Linked DNA regions of Mus musculus: region 2 is linked to region 1. A link is a contact called in public HiChIP or PLAC-seq data. All regions are on one chromosome and are shown on one strand. The core of a region is the stretch at or near the end of the contact, and the rest is flanking DNA. Distances in the headings are between cores, read along the strand shown. Region 1 has its middle 26 kb from the start of Gm34371. Region 2 overlaps Arid1b (AT rich interactive domain 1B (SWI-like)).

What was found. HiChIP or PLAC-seq counts read pairs in DNA pulled down with a chosen protein or histone mark.
Region 2: a FOXA1 HiChIP or PLAC-seq map of pancreatic cancer cells shows a contact between it and region 1. The contact joins two enhancer-like sites. A contact is called at or near these places in 1 of 484 Hi-C or Micro-C datasets (psoas muscle) and 1 of 115 datasets of contacts at active chromatin or transcription factors (pancreatic cancer cells).

What each region holds. Positions count from the first base shown.
Region 1 is chr17:4,765,694-4,772,443 of GRCm38.p6, reverse strand. No RefSeq gene overlaps it. Among named protein-coding and RNA genes, the nearest start is that of Gm34371, 26 kb to the left of the region's middle. Within about 2 kb of position 2,918, at least 54 of the 459 cell types and tissues checked have an H3K27ac peak or open chromatin away from gene starts, as enhancers often do. A contact at or near this core is called in pancreatic cancer cells, where this site is marked.
Region 2 is chr17:5,135,098-5,141,847 of GRCm38.p6, reverse strand. The region is part of intron 4 of Arid1b (AT rich interactive domain 1B (SWI-like)); the gene reads right to left. Among named protein-coding and RNA genes, the nearest start is that of Gm34854, 86 kb to the left of the region's middle. Within about 2 kb of position 3,732, at least 239 of the 459 cell types and tissues checked have an H3K27ac peak or open chromatin away from gene starts, as enhancers often do. A contact at or near this core is called in pancreatic cancer cells, where this site is marked.

The DNA.
Region 1 (6,750 bases), core at 1,669-4,168:
CTATCGTGAGTCCTGGCGAATGAACTCAAGTCCTCAGGCTTGGTGGCAAGCTCCTTTTGCCCGTGGAGCCCTCCCACAGGCCCTTCATTGTATTCTTAAATAATCACGATTACTAGCAGACACTAAATGGCTTCTTGCATTTTGTAATAAAGTTGAAAACTACCACCCACATTTCTTCTTTCATCTGCGTTTTACAAGTCATCAGGGCCTAGACTGAAGCCTACCTCTGTTTCAGATGCACAGTTAGTGGCATTAGGATTGCTTTGTCTCCTGAGCAAGCCTCACCACCATCCATCACTGGAGCTTTAGCAAAGTTCCAGATTGACATTTTACACATTAAATAGAGACTCCCTGTTTCCCAGAGCTTGACTGTCCTGGGAAATCACCATTTCTATTGTTCTTTTTTAGTCTAAAAATTTGATGTTCTCACTACCTCATGCAAAAATCATCTCTCTGTCTCTGTCTGTCTGTCTGTCTGTCTGTCTCTGTCTATGTCTCTCTCTCTTTCTTTTTTTCTACTTGGAGTCACCGTTAGGTCAGGTTGTAGCATGAGTTAATTCTTCATTACTTCTTAAGGCTTAACAGCAGTCTGTTTGTATGAACTTACCACAGTTTGTGTATCCATTCAGCTATTAATGAGGGAGTCTGGGCTGTTTCTACTACATGGTTGCTTCGAGTCACAAGCATCTGTCTGGGTTCCTGTGCATAGCTTTTTCTGGTATGTAAGAAGTACTTCAATACCCCTAATCTAGGAACCCCAACTCTACAGACAATAGGACATTGTTGAAAGGCATGTCACTTGATCAGAGCTCATGGTTTGGGCAGCACTGGGCAGGTGCTTTTCCTTCAATAGCTTCTGCTATGCAGCCCCGTGAGCCCCTGGCTGGCCACAGTCACAGTGCACCTGGGACCACATGGTCAGATTTAAAAATCTCTGACTTGGTGAGAGATGGGGACCTAGGACATTGTGGCTGTCCATAAGGTACATGAAGTATCTGAGGCACCAAAAAGGATGGAGGGACTGGGTTGAAAGGGACTGTGGAGGCAGCTGATGAAGTCAGGGCTTTGTTGCCAGGGAGGTCCTCTCAAGGGGATTAATGTCTGTTATTGACAGGCAAGTATAATGTGGTAGCTTGTTGGGACCAAAAAAGGGGGCCTGGGGGGGGCCCTGGGGAAGGGGAGAAGCAGACCCATACCCCGCCAGAGTTTTACCTATTCTCTGGTCAGTCAGGCATGGGAGGGCTGCTATCTATCTTCCACTCATCCCTGGGTGAGCATCTAAGCCTCTGACCCACACTTCAGGGGGTAGCAAGGGGCAGCCGTACCTGGGATTCCCTGAGCTACTTTGCTAAAGCCACCAGGGTTATGGGAGAGAGGGATGAGGGAAGAGGTTCCCAACACTGGCGAGAATGAGTGCAGCGGATCTTGACTGGAGCACAGGAAGGCCTTGGGAGATTAGAAACGGCTCATTAGGAGAAAGCCTGTCTCATCCTCCAAGTGCAGTGGGCCTTGATGAGCAGAGACATTCTATGGTTTTAGAGCTTTATTATAGAAAGGCAGGGAGAAAGAGAAAAGGTAGAAGGGGGGAGGCTAGAGAGAAAGAGAGTAAGAGGGAGAAAGGAGAGGAGAGGAGAGGAGAGGAGAGGAGAGGAGAAGACAAAGAGAGAGGAGAGAGAGGGAGAGAGTGAGGGTTAAGAAGTAAGAGAGACAAGTAAGAGGTAAGAGAGCAAGCAGGGGCTGAACAGCTCCTTTTATGGTCTTTACTGTTGCTAGGTAACTGGGGAGGGGTTTAGCCTGAAGGTCAGAAGTTTGGGCCATTGTCTACTTGACTTCTAGCCATGCTTCTCTTGTGGGGACTGTGGGGGGTGGTAACTTAGGCAGGAGCCGGAGTTCCAGGAGCATGAGGGAACGCCTACTGTGTCATGAAGGTGAATTATCACCATTTTCGGGGTTCAGACCTCAGCTCAACTGGAGACCAGCCTGCAGTTCCCCACAGTAGCTGACATAGATGACATAGCAGCGGCCCACAATGCCAAGTGGACTGAGTGGGTGCTGTGTGTATCTTAAATCCTGGTGGTCATTCCAAGGTACGAGACAAACAGTGTTTATGGCAAATGAGCCCATTCCTGCTTCTAGTTGGTTTTCCTCTGGTTCTCCTGCCTAGAAAAGCCAGGAGAGACAAGTTGCATTTGTTGCCACCAGGGGCAGACTTCAGTCCTGCTTGGCTTCTGTGTAATACTCACGTGTACTAGATGGGAAGAGAGTTGGTGAAAATAGCAAATAATCTGTCTAACTTCCAAAGGATGATTGAAATTGCCTTCATGGCACCAGGCTGATGTTCTCTGGTTCCAAGAACTGGGTAGGGTTGCCACTTGCTTCTGTTGCCATGGTCAAAAATGGTCATGTGACTGAGTAAGGAGAGAATCCTGGTGGTAATTCCCAGTGAATGATAAGATCAAGTCCCCGCTAGAGGAACATGGCTTCATCCCTTAACCAGGTTTTGAATTCAGCACTGTTTTCTGTGGTGTTGTGAGGCTTCTGCCTCCAAGGGGACGGACCTAGTGGTCAGTCATGGGGACGTGCACTCGGACCCCAGCTGGTGAATGGAGTATACTGATGTCTTTGTGACCTCTCTCACTTTGATGTTGAGTTTAGTGAAGCCTTTCTCAAGCAGCAAAGGCATTTCAAAGCTTCAGGAACCATTAGGTAATATCCTAAACCTGGAATTCATGGCCAGCATCTGCCTGTAAGCTATAGAAAAATCAGAAGATATATTCAGATGAATAGCACAGATCCCGTAGGTGGCAGTCAATGACGTGGCTTTCCCTCACAGTGCCAAGCTTGCTCGTCCCTCCTGGTATGAAGTGACCAAGAGCCCAGCCCAGGCTAATTGTGTTTATTTTAGAGCCAAACACATCCCTACTTCATCATGCCACAAAGAGAGGCATTGAGGTTGGATCATTCCACTAATATTTACAGAGCACCTCCTAGGAGCCGGAACATTGTTCTGCTCTCTGCCTGCACCAGGAGGACAAATAGATATTGTTCCTGCTCAGATGGGGCCTATAGTGAGTGAGAGAGAGGCATAAAAGAGCAACAGCAAATAACCCCACACTAATAAATATGTGACTCAGAGTTGTGGCAAATGTCATGAGGCACAAACAGGGAGTGTAAAGGGAGAACAGAAAACGGCGAGCGAGTCTCTGAGGAAGGAGCTCTTGGGATGGGGCCTAACTGTAATGGGAGCTGGAGAGCTCTGAGAAGAGAAAGGCCCTGTTAAATCAGTACTGCTGGTTAGAGTGGCCCGAGAAGCCAGAAGGAGCAGTGCAGCCTGTGCCTTGCGGGGCTCCATAGGCCTCACACAGATTTAGATTTCCTCAGCCATGTAATGGAAGCCCCAAAGGGGCAAAAAGCTGGGCAGTGGCATAGTTCCAAGGGGAAAGAGGTCATTCTGGTAGGGTTAGGCCAGAATGGTGAAGGACATATTGGCCCTATGTGGTGATGGGGGGGGGGCAGGGAAGAGGCTATGAATGGAGGGGTGAGATTGAGAGGGTCTGGACAGGAGAAAAAACAACTAGAGAAGGCATTGCCTAGGCTGCATCCACACAGTGATCCCAGCAGGTTCCAGTGGCTGACAGGACACCAGGGACCAGGGCTAGGCATCGTCTTTCCCAGGCCTGTTATGATATAGCCCTACCAACGAGGTGGCACAGATCATCCTAGAAACCACAGATCTAAGGGCCAGATGTGGCAGCATCGCTCCAATATCCACCTCCATCTTCTTTAGGATTTCATGGTGAGGCCTTGACTGTCCTGGAACCTGCTCTGTAGATCAGGCTAGCCTTGAACTCATACAAAAAGATCTGTCTGAGTCTGCCTCCTGAGTGCAGGGATTAAAGCCCTGAGACCCAGTCTTCTTTCAGTATTCTCTGGCTCTGAGTCTTCACTGTGGTGAAGGGCACCTCTCTCCCCATGGTGTGACTCTATATTAACCAATTTTATCTGTAATGACATTGTTTCCAAGTAATATCCCTCTGAGGTTCTGTGGGATACGGCTCTAATAGACTTGGTTCAACTCAATCCACACTTGGACAGCTGTGTTGACCTTCGGCTCAAGGCCAGCTCTGAGTTCACAAAGAAGGGCCAGTGTAGATATGGAAGGGAAGCAAAGCCATCCCCTAGGGAAGCAAGAGGAGCGGCTAACCTCAGACTCCTGGTCCCACAGTGGCCATGAAACTTGCACAGGAAACAGAAAGGGAGTATGACTCAAAACCTGCTTTCTGAAAACCACAGTTTCTAGTCTGACACACACAGAGTACGCTAGATAGTTTTATGTAAACTTGACCCAAGCTAGAGTCATCTGAGGGAAGGGAACCTTAATTTAAAAAAAAAAAATGCCTCTGTAAGATTAGGCTATAGGAAAGCCTGTAGGGCATTTTCTTCATGATTGACATGGGAGGGCCCAACCCATTGTGGGCGGTGCTAACACTGGGGTAGTAGTACCAGGTTCTATAAGCAAGCAGGCTGAGCAAGCCATGAGGAGCAAGCCAGTGGGCAGTATCCCTCCATGGGATCTTCATCAGCTTTTGCCTGCAGATTCCAGCCCTGCTTGAGTTCCTGTCCTGACTTCCTTCAATGATGATGTGATGTGGGAAAGTAAGACAAATAAGCCCTTTCCTCTCCAACTTGCCTTTGGTCATGGCTTTTGGTTCAGCACAGCAGCAGAACCTTTAACTAAGATGCTGAGACTTAAACATTCTGGACTTCAGAGGATGAATATGTGTCAGTATCTAGTCATAATTGATGAGGAAGGGAAACTCAGGTTCTTCGTATTTTAAAAACTGTAGTCCTGTTGTAAAGCAAATGCTGCTTTTCTAATGAGAAGAACCAACACTTTCTAGGTTATCCGTAGGGTAGACGACTTCATTTATGGGTGGCACCCACTAGCACTGCCTGATTTTAGAAGATAATGAAGGACAATCATAGCCTAAAGCTGAGAATCAAAATGCACAGGGGACTGGACATGGACAAGCCAGGGCAAGTATCCATGATGGCAGCTTCTTGGCAGGATCAATCTCTTCTCTTCCCTTCCTCTTCCTCCTGTGCCATCCATCCATCCATCCATCCATCCATCCATCCATCCATCTTGCAGAGGTCAGAAGACAACCTCTGCTGTTCTGTTTCTCAAGTGCTCTCAAGTTGCCATTTTTCTCCAGACAGGGTACCTCACTGGAACTCACCAAGTAGCCCTTAGGGATCTATCCCACTCCACCTCCCCAGCTCTGGGATTGCAAGTGTGTACCACCATAGAGGGTGATCTTCAAAGTACCTTCTGAGGACTGAACTCTGGTCTTCATATTTTCAAGCCAAGGGGTTTACTCATTTGACCACCGCCCCAGCCCTGTAATCACCTTTACAGTTGCAGGACTTTTGCTATGGTTGTGTCTGACACCAAGGAGAAAGGCTCAGGAGCTAGCTATCAGCCCTGTGTTTGGCTGCTATTCTGGACCAAGCCTTAGTCTGAGCCTCATGCTAAGCACTGGGACATGGAAATGTGGGGTCACCCAAGTGACATAGCAGAGCTAGAATTTTTTTTTTTCTTTCTTTAAACTTTGCCTTCAGTGTGGTCTGTCTGTCTGTTATAGGAAGCCTGACTGGTTTACCAGTCACATTTATGAGGCACAGTGGCTAACTAGACTATGGAATGAAGCCAGGAATTAGCCTGGGGCAGGAGAATGAGACAAGTGTCCAGGTTTTGTGAGATTTCTGGGGACTTTGAGATCTTTATCTGAAATCATCAGGAACACTTGGAGCTTGTTCAGAAACCATCTCCTGCTGTGGGTGGGATATTTTGATTTTGGAAAGTACCCACTAGTAATTTTATTATGTACCCCATTTTTTTTTTTAATTTTGACTGTCCACTTGTTCCCCTCTTTCACGTTCATAGGTTCAGAGCACCCAACAGTTGCTTTGGAGAGAACGTAAGATGGAAATTACTTGAAATAAAGAATTCATGAGGTGAGTTGTGTGTATGTGTGTGTGTCTGTCTGTGTCTGTCTCTGTGTGTGTATATTCCATGGTCCTAGCCAAACTTGGGGGCAGAGAGATTAATGGTAAAAATGAAAAACTGTCTGAGATTACCTGTCTCACAAATCACATGACACGTGTCCAATGCTAACATGCAAATGGTGAGCCTTGAACATGTTGGAACTTACAGCCTCTTGTCGAAGTGGAAGCAGCATCCTAGCCAGCTGAGCTATCTCCTTCTGAATTTGTCCCCGGATGGATGGGGCAAGGTTCAGAATTTCCAAGGTTCTTATCTTTTGAGTGGAGCTGACGGTGGCCAGTAGTCAAAACCCCACATTCTACTCCAAGAAACACAGAGCCATTTATGTACAGAACTAAACTCCCCAAATTGTGCTAAATCATGTGATTTAAATACTGCTCTATCTAGGGATGAAGACTAAGGCAATGTGCAGTCCCATTAATAATGAATGGTTTGCCGGATTCTAATCCTGTTAAGCACACAGTTGCCCTGCAAATGTATTCGTGATGATGTGTATTTGTGAATTAAGCCCTTGGTGCGTCAGGTTTATGAGCCTAATTGTCTATTCAAAAGGCCATCACTTCATCGCCTCATGAAAATTAAAGAGGTCCCTTTTGTGGGAGCCTTGTGTTAATCCTCACAGTGATATTTCCCTTTCTTTTCCATTTCCTCTTTATTGAGCGTTATTATAATTTAAATGCAAC
Region 2 (6,750 bases), core at 2,483-4,982, 370 kb before region 1:
GAACCTCACCTGAGAAAAATGTCCCCCAGTAGGTCAGCTTGTGAGCACGCCAGTGGTACATTTTATTGATTGATGATTGACGGAGGATGGTCCAGCCCACTGTGGGTAGGACCACCCCTAAGGAAGCGGTCCTGCCTTGGGTGAGCTCCTACAATAACTTTCCTCAGTGATGGGCAGTGCTGTGGAACTGTAAGCTGGGACAAACCCTTACCTCCCAAGTGGCCTTTACTCTATCACAGCAATAGAAACCCTAATGAGGAGAGTGACTGTCAATGCTTAAAATCCATGTCCCTCAAATGAGACTGTTTCATTCTGAAGGTCCCCAAACCAAGGAAAGCATCCTAGACTGTGACCCACCCACATATATGCTGAGTCTGGGGCCCACCTAGCAAAGGACTGGGGTCATCCTCCTGACTGATCTCAGCTTGCCTGTTCCTCTGCCTACCAGGAGGGTTGAGGCAGAAACACTAACAAACTGGAGATTATGGCCTTCTTCTTTCACGGAGAAAACTCAGCTGCACGATAGCATGGCTGTCACAATCACAAATTACATTTAACTTCTAATTATCAGCGTCTTCACACTTGCCTCATTGGAAAAGTCGTGTATAATCCCCAATGAATACTTGCTGAAAAAGAAGCCTGTATACCCCATGTAGAAGGCAGCTACACTGCTTTGCTTTGGTTAAAGTCTCTTAAGATCATGCTGGGCTGATGGATAATACACACCTAGAACACAGACTCATTACACACCTGGAGGAGGGAGGGCATCAGAAACCAAAGTGTCGAAAGGTCTGTCCTTAGCCTAATTTGACTTGCAATAACACTTCTTATGAGATGTGAATTGACAAATGCCACAAGTCTAGGTATCACACTAAACACGACAGGCGCCAGATTCAGGATCTTATTAATAACTGTTAGCAAGGTTCTGAATGATGTTGTCCACAAACCAGACAGTGTCAACAGCAGATCAGGGACATGGCGGGGACATGCCCTAAAGAAGTTCCCCTCCAAGAACAGAGTGTGAGGTAGCAGCTCAGCCCATCCACTTTCCTACTGTGTACTGGAACACACCTCTGCATACTGTCTGGTCAAAGACATCAAATTTGGAGGTACTAAGACAAGCAGAAGTGAAATCAGAGACTTGAGAGCCTGGTGGAAGGTGGGTGTGTGGATCAGAGGATGAGTGGACTCCATACAATAATGAATGAGGGAGGAGAAGCCAGAGTCCCAGAATTCAAGCCCAGCCTGGGAAACACAATGAGAATATTTTTCTTTAAAAAAAAGAAGAAGAAGGAGGAGGAGGAAGAGGAGGAGGAGGAGGAGGAGGAGGAGGAGGAGGAAGGAGGAGGGAGAAGGAGGAGGAGGAGAAGGAGGAGGAGGAAGAAGAAGAGGAGGAGGAGGAGGGAGGAGGAGGAGGGAGGAGGAGGGAGGAGGAGGAAGAAGAAGAAGAGGAGGAGGAGGAGAAGGAAGGAGGAGAGAGGAGGAGGGAGGAGGAGGAAGGAGTAGGAAGGAGGAGGAAGGAGAAGAGGAGGAGGAGGAGATGGGGATGGGGATGTCAGGGTGGAGATCTATACTGTGGACAATCAATTAAAGAAACTACTTAGCCTTGCAGGGGAGGGGGAGTGGAGGGAGGGAGGGAGGAGAAAAAGATATTCAAATGCCTGGACCAGCCCTCACTTAGGGAAGAGATTTTGATTTGAAAAGCTCAGAAATAGAACCCAGAGTCTAGCTGGGTAGTGGCAGCACATGCCTTTAGTCCCAGCACTTGGGAGGCAGAAGCAGGAGGATTCCTAACTTTGAGGCCAGCCTGATCGACATAGGGAGTTCAAGGGTCCCCAGGGTTACAGAGAAACCCTGTCTCAAAAAACCAAAACCAAAACCAACCCCCCCCACACACACACACAAGGAACTCCAATTCAAGAACCATCCAGTGAACACAGACACAGCCCCTAGCTGAGTTATCTAAGGAAAGGGTTTCATCCTGTGATAGCGCCTGTGTTGATTGGCACTGTGCCAGAAGCAATTTATGTATCAAGCGAGCAGAAACATGGATATCCTACCTATAGCGCACAGTCTATTCCTACACGGAATTAATAAGTCAAAGATATTAATTCTACAGTTACATCAACTGAAACCTTTCAAAATGTCTCATTTCCTCCTCCAAACACTCCTGTGAGAGCAGAGGATAGGAGGGGCATTCAGTGAGGGCTCTCAGCAGAAGTGGCTTCAAATCCAGCACGGCTACCGCTCGCCAGAACGGCTGATCAGCCATTACTACAAACACAGCTTTAAAAACTTCACTCTTAAGATTTAAAGCTTAGTCGTTTAACTTAGTTCCATGTGAGACTGTGAAGGATCAAGCAGATAATGGGTTAAGTCCGAAAACTAAAGGAGCAACAGAGCAAATCTGACTCTGTGTTTAAAAAGCCTATAAAATGTTACAAGCAAAACAGGAGAAGCCCGTGTTAATAATGCATAAACCAAAAGAGAGGGGGAAGCTACCCATTTAACGGAATAATGCTTTTATCCTTGCAGTTAAAACGAAATAAACCATGACTATTAATCTAGTAAGACCATGTAAAAATGTAATTTTTAAACATTTACTAAAAGGGTAGACTTCAGTAACAGCTCTAAAAAGCAAGGCCTTGTGTACAGCAGCGTTTAAATGCTAAGCACCAATCTCCTGTCTGCCTAGGCCATTACCCACCCTGTCACCATGGCAACGCTAACAGTATGCCTGACTTCAAAGACAAAGATGTAATTTCAGACTTCCAGCAGCCAGAGGGAGTGGTAAGAATATTCTACCCAGGCAGTGTCAGCTGATGATAAATTATAAAAATACCCAGGAACGTTATGAAGCGGACTGTACCACGGTCTCATATTCCTGGGGGAAGACTTGCCTTAGTCAAGCAACACCAGGGGATGCTGGGAGTAAAACCAAAAGTAAACAGGAAGGAACCTCAATAGCATGACACAGACTTCTTGCTTCTTCCTTGCTCCCAGGAGAAAATGCAAATAGTTTCTTCCACCATGGTTTTCTCAGACAGAGTAGGAGTGACTAAGGGTCTGCATGTTTGTTCAGAGGACTTGCAAAACCACCCCCATGACTGCTAAACTGAATGCTTATGACTGTTTCACAGGAGCTGGGCCCACGTCCTCCTGCACTGAGCTTGGAAGGACACCTGCCTGCCGCCCCCCCCCCCCCGCCCCGCCCCGGCTTTTCTTACAACCACCAATCACAGATGTGTAAGTTGTGAGCTTCTTAAAAACACTGCAAATGAGTAAGGCTGCCCAGCAGTAACACAGCTGATCAAGATCTCAGAGTTGAAAACTCACCAAGTTCTGGACAAGTGTGGTTGTGGAAATTCAGGAGACTCTTGCTGGAGTTAATGTCATCCTGAAAAGTTTTATATATATGATTTTCTTCTACTTGAAGTTAGGAACAAGATAATGAAGGTAGGCCACAAACAAAGACAGATCAATTATTATATTACTGTCTGCAGGAATAAACACAATGTAGCGTGAACTCACTTTCTGCTGACTAGTTATAAGCCTAAGAGTTAGTTTCTTATAGAAGCAGGAACGGCAGAGTCACCCCTTTCATGGACCTGAGAGGCAGCCCAAGCTTCCTACCCAGGAGAAGGAGAGACAGTTTCACATCAGGGCTGCTGTCCTTTGTCCCTGCTGGCTCCTTGGCAGGCACCCAGACCCTCTCTTTACAGGGTCAAGAGCTGTGACTAAAGTCTACCTGGAGGCCCAAGCTGCTTCCCCTGACCTCTCCTGGGGTGGAGACAGAGGAGTCAGGCCAGCAAGTCCCTCCTCAGGAAGTGCTGGACAGACAGACAGACAGACAGGCCTCCTGTTCTCAGAAGCTCACACCTGACAGTGAGCCCGAGTCTAGAGGTTCATGAGAGACTGAATTCACATCTCACCAGTGGGTGACATGCACCAGACGGTGGCCGCAAGTCACCAGAACAGGGCCAGCACCCAAAGTCCCAGCCATCACATTCCCCCCCAATTTCATAACTAATGGAAAAGCCAATTTCTCCCATGAAAACACAAACCCGAAGTTTCAAATGACAAAGGAAAACGTCACCTGCACACCTATCTCAAAAGAAAAAGATTATAAAACTACTTGCAATTTAGCTATGTTATTAAGTTTTATATTGAGTTTTTATTCTGCTACATGCTTATGATTAAGGGAACTATTTTAAAAGTTTCCATGAAATATAAAAATGGGCTCAATAAACCACTCCTTTGAACACAATTGCTAGATTTATAATTTTGACAGTTAAACAAGTCAATCGAGTTCTAGAAAACCCTTCAACTGTCCATCACGTGGGCGGGACTTCAACTGTCCATCACGTGGGCGGGACTTCAACTGTCCATCACGTGGGCGGGACTTAAGGCCTCACTCAGGACCCTGTCCACTCACGTGGGCCGGAAGGTCTCATTCAAGACCCCTATAAGCTTCCAAATAATATGGGATCACGGCTCTTACTGCACAGAACAGGCCTCTATTTCCATATCAGTTTCATTATTTTCTCAGGATCATTTTATGTTTCTTTATAGAACATTTCCTTCTACAAAATCATAGAAGGTGAAGTTCCCTAAGATATAACGAATTTTGCCTTTATATTAAAAATTATATAACCTTGAATTTCTCTCTTTACCATGGTAGCTGGGACGCAGCCTTAAACTGGACCTCCATTTGCGGTCACATCATTATCCGGGCTCGTTTGTTTTTCCATCCTACCCCACCCCCAACAAATTGTAATGTCTTAGAACAGCTTTTCTTTACATAGGAATGTGTGACTTTAGGTCAACTCAAGTCCTTCCAGAAGCACAGCCTGAATACAAACCTCACAGGAGACCCGGTCCTTTGTCACAGCAAGCTTCTTGCCATTAAAGGTGCCCACTGATCCATACAAAATAAACACATTTCTTTCTAATTCTCAAGCAAAAAGCAGTAACGGACAGCTGCAAGAAAATTCACCCAAGCCGCTTTCATACACTTCCATAGAGAAAAAGACTTTGAGCATTAGGTTAGAGCGTCGGATCGCACTTTGTATTAAATACAGCATCTGGAGGGTGAAATGTCTTTATGGTACCTTTCACATCCGACTGTTGTATGTACCTTAGGTCTTTAGCTGAACAGAAAAGCAGAGCTGAGCTGCCCAGGACACCAAGGACACCAGAGGCTGCCACTAAAAATGAGAACAGGGGTTTGTCCACTTCAAAGACAGTCATGTTCATTTCCTCTGTAATCTTCCCCAGATCTTCATGGGGTCTCTGTGTTAAACACTGATAACTGAAACTGAGGGAACAGCAGAGAACCCGGAGGAGGAACCGTAAGGTGTGAGTGCCATGGATACCCCAAAGTGATGGCTTTACCTATCATCATCCAAACAGCTGGGATGAAGAGTCAGAGACCGCATACATGGGGTTACCATTTAATATTGCTATTAACAGATATCCTTCCTCCCCTCTCTCCAAGTGTATTTGCACACGTATATATGTGCACAGGGGAACATACATACCTGCGAGCACACACATGCGTGATTTTTTTAATTTTAGAGATGAGTGTGGGGATTACAGTCCTTTGTCACCTGGCAACACAAGCAGTTTCAATTAAGGGGTAGCACTGGGTGCCTAGCTTGAAAGTGCATGCAAGCCTGAGGGGCCATCTCAGGCTTCCTCCAGATCTGCTGTCTAGAGCTTTCTGTAGAAGCCAGAAGGGTGAACTCAAGTCACAACTGCTGCTCTGTCACCAACTCCCATCTGAAGACCACACTGGGCACGGGGATGAGCAGGACACTTTGGAATGCCACCTGCCTGGCCTACGTCTGCAACTCCTCAGATCTAGTTTATGACGTGAACCCTAAAGGGTTTGGCCTCTTTATCAGTTGCTCCCGATCAAACATGACTTTGGCTTTGGTAGTCCAACAAGGAAGGAAGAGGAAGTCCAAGTCTGTGGGAATTTTTATTTTATCATAAAATCTCCAGCTACATTCGTCTCATCTTTCCTTCTGTGTGAACAAGCCTCACTGAAATGAGGAGTCGCAGCAGGCTCCATACTGCAGAACTCACACAGCCATGCACAAGGGGCTTGGCGTCAGGGACCAGGGCTGAGGCAGCAGGCTCACAGTGCACCTGCCCGCCTCGGCAGAGGCACTCCTGCTTCAAAGGCCTGGTGAGCCACGGACCCCAGGCTCCGAGTGCAAAGCGGGGTGGGGGTGGGGTGGGGGCGCATAGACTGACGTGTTTTAGTGAGGATCTGTATGTGTTGTGCCGCACACACATGTAAAGGGTTGAAGATGAAGTCTCTAGGCCATAAAGTTACTGAACGTACTTGCATGAATGATGAATGTTTTGTCAACCTTAACTATGTTTGGTCAAGTTGGTCTTGAACTCCTGAGTTCAAACAACCCTGCTGTGGAATCCACGGTAGCTAGACCTACAGATGGCATCACCAAGGTCAGCTTGAACACACAGTTAAAAATCATTAACCCCAAACTGACCATAATGTATCAAAGATGGGTAGGAATTTAATAGCCTGTCTTTATGTTTAAAAAGTCAACCAAGTAACAATAATCAAGATATCTGAAGAAGTCTGCCAAGAGAGCTGGTGCTCCTGTAGCTCACAGGAAGACGAGGAGCTCAACCCAAAGGGCGTGTGCCGTGTCCTCCCTAGAGCCAGCATGGGCACAGGAGTGTCACAGCACTGTCCAAAGAGAGCTTAAGGCAGAA